Regions from separate parts of the Sus scrofa genome. Here region 2 is linked to region 1. Evidence: chromatin contacts called from public HiChIP or PLAC-seq data. All regions are on one chromosome and are shown on one strand. Each heading gives the region's core, a stretch centred on a gene start, on an enhancer-like site or on the middle of the called end of the contact. The rest is flanking DNA. Distances are from core to core; before and after follow the strand shown. Region 1 overlaps LOC106504743 (a long non-coding RNA gene). Region 2 overlaps ELOVL6 (elongation of very long chain fatty acids protein 6).

Region 1 (3,770 bases), core at 572-3,071:
TAATTGAATCCGGAGTTTATTTGCATTTATTACAGACACTTGGAAATTAGCTATTGTTACTGTGGATTGCTGCTGAACTTTTAATGGGTCAGATGCTATGCCAGTTTTAATAGGCAGTGTTTTTTGTCTAAAAGCATGAATGTGTGAAGATTAAAACAAAATGGAAAAGCGGACAGATGTTCAGCTTGAATATTTCTATCTTACATTTAGTCTATCTTGTGTTTTCAGGTTCTCTTTTCTCCTCAGATGCTTCAAGAAGAGCTCTAACCAAGTCTTGAAATGACAGTACATCTTCACTGAGATCTCTTTCTTGCATTCTGCCTATTTTTATCCTCAAATTACGTTAAATGTTCAGATCCATTCCAGGACTACTAAATATATAGATAAGTAACACTAATTTACTAAAAAAGAATTGCTCCCTCTAGTGATTTCACAACATTACTTCACTTATTGGCACTGTTGCACTGAGTAATTTAATAAATGATATAAATGATGATGACTATTAAGTTGATGATAGTGGTCTGGCCTACTTCTGTGGTATTACATTTTAATGTTTTCTGTGAACATAGGGAAGTTACATAACGATTATTAGAGTTGCTTGCTGGATATTTTAGAACACCATTAAAAACCCTGCATTGAAAAAATATTTTTTTTCTAAAACTATTCAGATTACTTTTGAAACACATTTAGTGCCAAGTTATTTGGGCTCTGACCATGTTAACTTTAGTGAAGAGGAAGAATTAGAGCAATTGTCCTCCTAAATTATGGTGGAAATAGGTTTAACTGGAAATCTAATTCTAGATATAATGCCTCTCTTTGCTATGGTTATCATATACTTCGAAAAATTAGACATTTTTAACCTTATTCCTCTCTACTAGTCAGAAAGGCTGTGCAACTAATGATGCAGATATAAAATATTTGAAATTCTTTGTAGTTTTATTTAAATTTCTATTAAAATACCTGAAAATAAAGTAAAAATGGGGCTGCTATGAAAGGAAGAGCATTACTTAATTCTCAAGTTGTTAATGCAAGAGCTGGCCTTCAAATAATTCATCTATAATCACATGAAGGAGAAATTAAAATTGAGAAGTTGTCCAGGTAATTACATTTATACAAGTAATTAATAATAAATGTGACAATAATAGTAGAGCAAGACAAAACGAAATCAGGCAGGAGATTCACTTTTCTTTCAAGGCAGGATTCCATTTTCTGGGGAATATGAATTACCTGGATAATTATTTCTGTACTCTACCCCTTTGCCTGAAGAGAGAAAGCCTTTTTACAGTGTAATTTCAACTAATAAAGCAGATGGTAGGGGTTACCAAACCCATCAAGCTAGTTTTTCTGTATCAATAATAGAGTTACTCCATCAAGTTTTACGTAGTTTTCACCATCCAAGTGCTTAGCAAATATTAATTCATCATTGCAGCATTCCCACAAGAAGGTAGGGATTTTTCATAAATAAAATATAATAAAATATATTCTAGATTAATTTATTTGAAAGGACCTGTGAAAGACAAGCTCTAAGAAGTAAATGATTATATTAATTATGTGAAAGAAGGTAATATTGTTTTACGACTCACTCTCCCTTGAAGTCATTTCAGGAGGAACTCGTGGGACTAAGAGGCCTGTCAGGGTTTTACAAATTTTGCTTCCGCTCTCCTTCCCCAAGTGAAGGAACAATTAGCAGCCTTTCCACCGAGACGTGAATGAATCCAGCCGCGCACACCCCTCGTCTGGCGAACCCGCGCGGCGGGCCCTGCCGGGGCTCCCGGGACCCCGGAGAGCAGAAGCCCCGCCCCCAAGGCCGGGACCAGCCTGCGCCCCCGCGGCCGCTCGCCGCCGGCCGAGGCGGGGATTCCGGCCCCGGGAGCCCAGTTAGGTAGGTCCTGCTCGGGGCTGCAGTCACTTCTGCCTTTTTCGAGCCTGCCTTCCCCCCTCCAAGACCCAGAGCTCCCTGTATTCTGAGGAGCCTGAAGCTGGTCCGCGCCCCCGGGCCTCTCTGCGCGCACTTTCAGCTCCTCGCTCTGAGGTGGGGCGGCCTCGCGGCGCTCTGCTCGGGAGGAGGCCTGGGTCGGCGCGCGAGGCCCGCGGTCCTGCGCCGGCGGCTCGCCCGGGGCTACTGGGCGGTGGAGGGCGAGGCGGGGCCCCTCGGGCCGAGGCGCGGGGTCGGGGCCGGGTGTGCGGACGCCGTGCGCGGCTTGGGCCTCGGCTGCGTGCGCTCCAGGCGCATCGCAACCTCGGCGCTGCCGGCCGCGCGGAGGAAGGCGCGGAGCAGGCGGTCGTCTGGGCGCCGGCGAACCGGTAAGGGGATCCACACACCTGGAAGGCGGGCGAGGTTTGCAACCTTCTCCGTTGCTCACTTTCCCAGATGGTGGGGCCTGCGATTTCACGGCGGGGGGGGCGATGATATATGTCAAAGTGCGAAATTCCCTGGCGCTGTCCTTTGTGGAAACTGAAAATGTCTGTCCCTGGACGTTCCTAAAGCTTTCCGGTTGTCCCTGTGTGGAGCGCGGAGCGTTATTTGCACCGAAGCAGGAGAGCTGTCGCTGTAGACAGACCTCACTTAACAGCACCGCTCTTTGAGTTTTAGGCAAAGGTAACGTCGGTGTCTTTGTAGCAATAATTGATGAGGAAAAACATTTTCTTTATTTAAATTTCATAAGTAGTGAGAAAGGGAAACGTTTATGTGGTGTATTTCCAGCCTTTCCCTTGCACTGCCCGAGAAAAGGTCCCCCTTTGAAAAGATGAAAGGGATTCAGGAAAATTCATTCTCTCAGGTGAAGATATTTCTCGTCTCCTCAGAATATGTCTTCTTTTGCTCACCCTTGATTTAGGGAGATAGAAAGGCTAAGTGAGAATTGGACTCAGTCGGACTTCGTTCATCAAACCTATCTGTTTTCATTTAGGTTTTGTCAGCCCTTTCCTTCCTTACAATTAAATACTGTCTCCCACGTCCTGCGGGCCCCCCCCCCCCCGCGCGCCATGGTTCAGGTAGTAGCCCATTCCATTAATAGCGTATCTCTGTCTACAGAGAAACTGCACATATAGAAAAGAATACGAATAAAATAGTAACTATTAAGAACACTCAAAGTGGGGGTGCAGTTATTATTTGCTAAGGTGATTAGCGAGCTTTCCTGGGTTTCTTGGACGAAATGTACTTTTTGCTCAGAGCTATTAGTGAAAGAACTGGAAAGCATTTTGGTTTCTGCACGGTCACTCTGTAAAATCCTTAACCTGCCACTAGAGGCTGCTCTTAATTCTTAATATGTGAGGACTAATCTCATGAAAAGAGCTTTTTTCCGCGGTCAGTAAAGAACAGGAAACTTTGGAAATTGCATTGCTTTGCTGTTCACATGTTGTCTTTTTCCCACCCACAGTTCTTTCTTTTTAAAAATATTGTAATGTTTATTGTCATGTATATATTGTGGGTTCATATTACTCTGTTCAGTGTTTGGTACGTTGGTAACCAAGTAGATTATGAAGGCACTCTTAACTTTTGGCTTACACTTTTGTGTTTCAGCACGGTATTAGGCCTGAGATGCTTTTGGTTGCTTTTACTGAATTTTCTTTTTTGCAATTAGAAAGAACTTTTTTTTAAGGGACAATTCATGACCAAAATGCTTTGTGTATATCACTTTTCTTATTCACCATTACAGGGAATTGAATGGTTGTTCTCTTTTACCTGCTCTCTTTGTGTGTTTGTGTGTGTGTGTGTGTGTGTGTGTGTGTGTGTGTGCTTTTTAGGGCCTCACCCACAGCATAGGGAG
Region 2 (3,934 bases), core at 1,294-3,793, 430 kb after region 1:
CTTAGGGAGTGAGGCTTACGCCCAGATCTGGGACAATAATATGTACTGTGCACTTGTTGCCAGCAATATTGTGGGTCACCACGATACCCAAACGTTCAATTCCGCAGTGCTCCGAAGCAGCCCCTCGTGCCCTAACCCTCAAAGTTTCGATACCTGTTTATCCCCAACTCAAATACCACCTCCGCGGACGTCTCCTAGACCACCGGCAGGAGCAGCCCAAGTTAGCCTATTGATTCTTGTCACTCCGGCATCGAGAACATGGCCAATAAATATTTCACAAATGAAAGAATAAATCTCTGTGCAGAGACTTAAGAAATTGGCTATAAACTACAATAATTTTTGAGACTCAAGAAGATTAAAAGGTAGTAACTATTCCAAAGCTGCTTTCCTTGATCTGCTCTGATCATGTAAGTACACAGTCTAGTAGCAAAATATAGTAGCCGAAGGGCTCTGCTTCCCCAGTGAGGGGCTGCAGGTGGGGCGGGGAGAGACATGTGCTAATGGTTCAGAAAGTCACAGATCTGGGGCTAAGGAGTGGAGACGGATACATACTGAAAATGTGTCATTTGTGTGTTTCTTTGCTTTGGGCTTGTACAAAAGTCATTGACGTATATCCCACCAGTCTGTGAAAAGCAGATAACTGATGTAGTGAGTAGTTCACTGACCGTATCTATGACTATATATTTATGTATGTCTGTATATTTTGTCTTTTTAGGACCACACCTGTGGTATATATGGAGGTTCCCAGGCTAGGGGTCGATTGGGAGCTGTAGCTGCTGGCCTACATACAACCACAGCAACTGGGGATCTGAGCTGCCTCTTCGACCTACACCACAGCTCACAGCAACACTGGATCCTTAACCCACTGAGCGAGGCTAGTGAGGCCAGGGATCAAACCCACGTCCTCATGGACTGCTGAGCCACGACAGGAGCTCCCAAATAGATCTATTTTATAGCCACAAAAAAATTAATTTGTGTTCAAAAGTCTACTGAAGATCAGATCTGGTGTGTTGTGTCTGCTGGGATGCTTTGGGGTATAAATAATAAAAAGCAAAACTCCACATGGCTTATCCAATTAGGAAGCTTTATGTCAACACCAAGAGGTCTTGTGATAGAATCACTGAAAGGGTAATGGGTAATTCAGCAGCTCAGTCACATCTCAAGGGAATACTTTGCCGTCCTCAAGGTAGCTCCTTCCTGGTTGCAGGATGGCTGCTGTTCTTCCAACCACTGCGTGGTGATGAGCAAGGAAACCTTGCCTGAAAAAGGCCCCAGCAGCCTTCTCCTCACATCACGTTGGCTAGAACGAGGTCCGCGCCCAGCCTAACAAGTTACTAGCAAGGGAGATGGAAGTACTAAAACTTGCTTACATCGTTAGGATTTACTCCTAAGCCAAAGACAAGGTCAGCTTCCTTGGGGGAAGCATGAGTTGGGAGAACCTGGACAGGATCAGCATTCTTTTAATATGGAAAAGGAGGAAGAGACTTGAGCTTCGAACAGGCAGCCAACAGTGTCGGCTCTGTAAGCTCAGTGGAGACGCCATATCCCTCTTTCCCTGCTACCTTCCATAAGCAGCAAAGTCCCCAGTTTTCTAGTCACCATCATCTGGTGATGGCGGCAACTTTCCTTATGAAAATTTAGCCACCCTCTGGTGAGGGAAAACCGAAATTTGAAAAATGTACCTGACATTACCAATGAAATCCAACTTCCCATTCGCAAGCCAGGATTGTATATTGATCGTAAAGGCTGAGGTCATGCTACCAGGAGGGACATTTGTTTAAGAAAGTGAGAAGGGGCAGCCTTCAAGTGAGCATGGGAGAAGAGCTCCCCAAGAAGAGGACATAGCATATGCACAGGTCTCAAGTCACAAAACGGAAAGGATCAGAAGGTGCGGGGAGGATTGGCTCACAAGGGATGGGACGAATAGGCAGGAGGGAAGGGTGGCGGGGGGAGCGAGGGGGGCCACTCAAGCCTTGCAGGTCCCATGAAGGCGTTGGAGGCTACATCTTGAGTGCAGGGGGACATAGGATCTACAGTTGTAAAGTCATACCCCAAATCCTATGTAGGATCGTTTTCTATGTTGGAAAGAGGAACTGCATTTCTTCCTGGAAGCGGTATGTCATTAGAGAAGCTACTTTCAGAGCCCCCCAAATAAGAGGCTGTTGCCAGCAATTCAGTCTCATTACTTTGGTTCGATGCGAAGGTGATCTTTGGTTTTATCTGGTGGACACATGTTTACGGATGGCGTCCCCTGGTGGAATGACTTGTTATGGAGCAACACTTGAGACATCTTAAAAGATGTGCCTCTGCAAGGACAGAAAGCTCTCATTTCCCTGTTGGGTGAGGCTGCTACTCATTTCAATAGTTGATTGCTAGTTTATCTTAGGACTTGTAAAACCTAAAATGGGATGCTGCCAGGACAAGGATGGGCCAGCACATCCCTACCCCCCTCCCCCCGCCAGGATCAGCCAGCTCTCCTTTCCGTGGTCCGTGCAGTTGGCGAGCTGTGGGGCACGTGTGCCTGTCGGGTTCACTCTGTCATGGAGGCGGCGCGGTCCAGCTGCCAGGTCCTTTCATACCTCATGTTACAGCAGAGCTCAGCGCCTTCCAGAGCTCTCCTCTTTCCTTAGCGGTTCCTGGATAAAAATGCCACATGTCCGTTTACTTTTCCACAGTATCGCTTGTTCAGCAGTCTTTGAGCAACTCTGCCTGGGTGAAGGCAAACACGTTTCGGGGCATTGAAGAACGGTGTTGCAACACGGTTGGCCACGGTTAGGGGAGCTCAGGGGCATGATCCTGGGGGCACTCCAGGGGGAGGGGGGCTTCCCATGGAAGTTAAGCCTTCTTCCTCGGGCTTCTGTGAAAAAGATGGATTTGAGAGCGAGAGAGATTCAGGAAACGGAGCCAGGGATCTGGAGACTAATTGGACAAAGGACAAAATGGAGATAATTAGCAGAGTTTTCAGCCAACTCCATCTCACTCCCAAGGGACAGTTCTCAAGCCAAAACACAGGTCAGGTCAGCAGAGTTCTTGAGCTGTTGCCTGAGATGCACTCCCCTTTTCCATGACACCTTTCTGGAACATTGAGGACGACGCGTTAGGTGGCCTTAGGGATGGCCTTCAGAATAAAGCCCTGAGAAGTGGTGTAACTCTTGTTTACAAACCATTTTCAATGCCTCTGGGTAAAAGCAGATTTTCGTGCTGCTGCATCGCTATCAATGTCCTGCCAGTGGCAGGCTTCTACCAACGGTTCATGTCAGAAGTGAAATTCTTTTTCTGAATGTTGTTTCTTTTCTTTTTTCATTATGAAGTATATTCGGTGCTCTTCGAACTGGTGCTTATATGCTGTACATTTTGATGACCAAAGGCCTGAAGTATTCAGTTTGTGACCAGGGTTTTTACAATGGACCTGTCAGCAAATTCTGGGCTTATGCATTTGTGCTGAGCAAAGCACCGGAACTAGGTGAGTGTCTTCTCTCCTTCCGTTTCCTCCCCCCCCACCCCCTTTGTAGCTACACACCCACAATATTTATTTTTAAATGGACCAAGAAACAACTTTGAAGGCCCTGTTTTACTGGTTGTAGGAAAGTCACGATTAATGACTTTTTGATTAACTTCCACTATTTTTCTGTTCTCTCCTTCCCTCCTTTGAAATAATTGTGCATTGTGTATATGAAGAACAAAATACTTTATGTTAAATGTGCAGGTGTCCAAAGCCTTACTGAAAACCCACTTCTGGGGGTTTATAACATCTACCCCTCCCCTTCTTTCCCACCGGTTAACAGCTCAGCTAATTTTAGAATATGGGGGGAAATTAGCCACACAGCCCTCACCCAGTCCCATACTTTCAGCTCTGGAGTTTGGATGCAGACTAGGAAGTTAAGGAAGCTTTTTGATTGGGTATCTTCATGTTCTCATTACAAATATTAAGGGT

Evidence for each region. HiChIP or PLAC-seq counts read pairs in DNA pulled down with a chosen protein or histone mark.
Region 2: a contact with region 1 is called in an H3K27ac HiChIP or PLAC-seq map of skeletal muscle, with 4 times the contacts expected there. The contact joins two enhancer-like sites. A contact is called at or near these places in 1 of 47 Hi-C or Micro-C datasets (fetal skeletal muscle) and 1 of 2 datasets of contacts at active chromatin or transcription factors (skeletal muscle).

What each region holds. Positions count from the first base shown.
Region 1 is chr8:111,748,795-111,752,564 of Sscrofa11.1, forward strand. LOC106504743 (a long non-coding RNA gene) reads left to right here. Exons shown (of 7, transcript XR_002346462.1): 2 at 1-1,882. Among named protein-coding and RNA genes, the nearest start is that of PITX2, 33 kb to the left of the region's middle. Within about 2 kb of position 1,822, at least 30 of the 83 cell types and tissues checked have an H3K27ac peak or open chromatin away from gene starts, as enhancers often do. A contact at or near this core is called in fetal skeletal muscle and skeletal muscle, where this site is marked.
Region 2 is chr8:112,176,663-112,180,596 of Sscrofa11.1, forward strand. ELOVL6 (elongation of very long chain fatty acids protein 6) reads left to right here. Exons shown (of 5, transcript XM_021100707.1): 4 at 3,312-3,463. Among named protein-coding and RNA genes, the nearest start is that of ELOVL6, 140 kb to the left of the region's middle. Within about 2 kb of position 2,544, at least 13 of the 83 cell types and tissues checked have an H3K27ac peak or open chromatin away from gene starts, as enhancers often do. A contact at or near this core is called in fetal skeletal muscle and skeletal muscle, where this site is marked.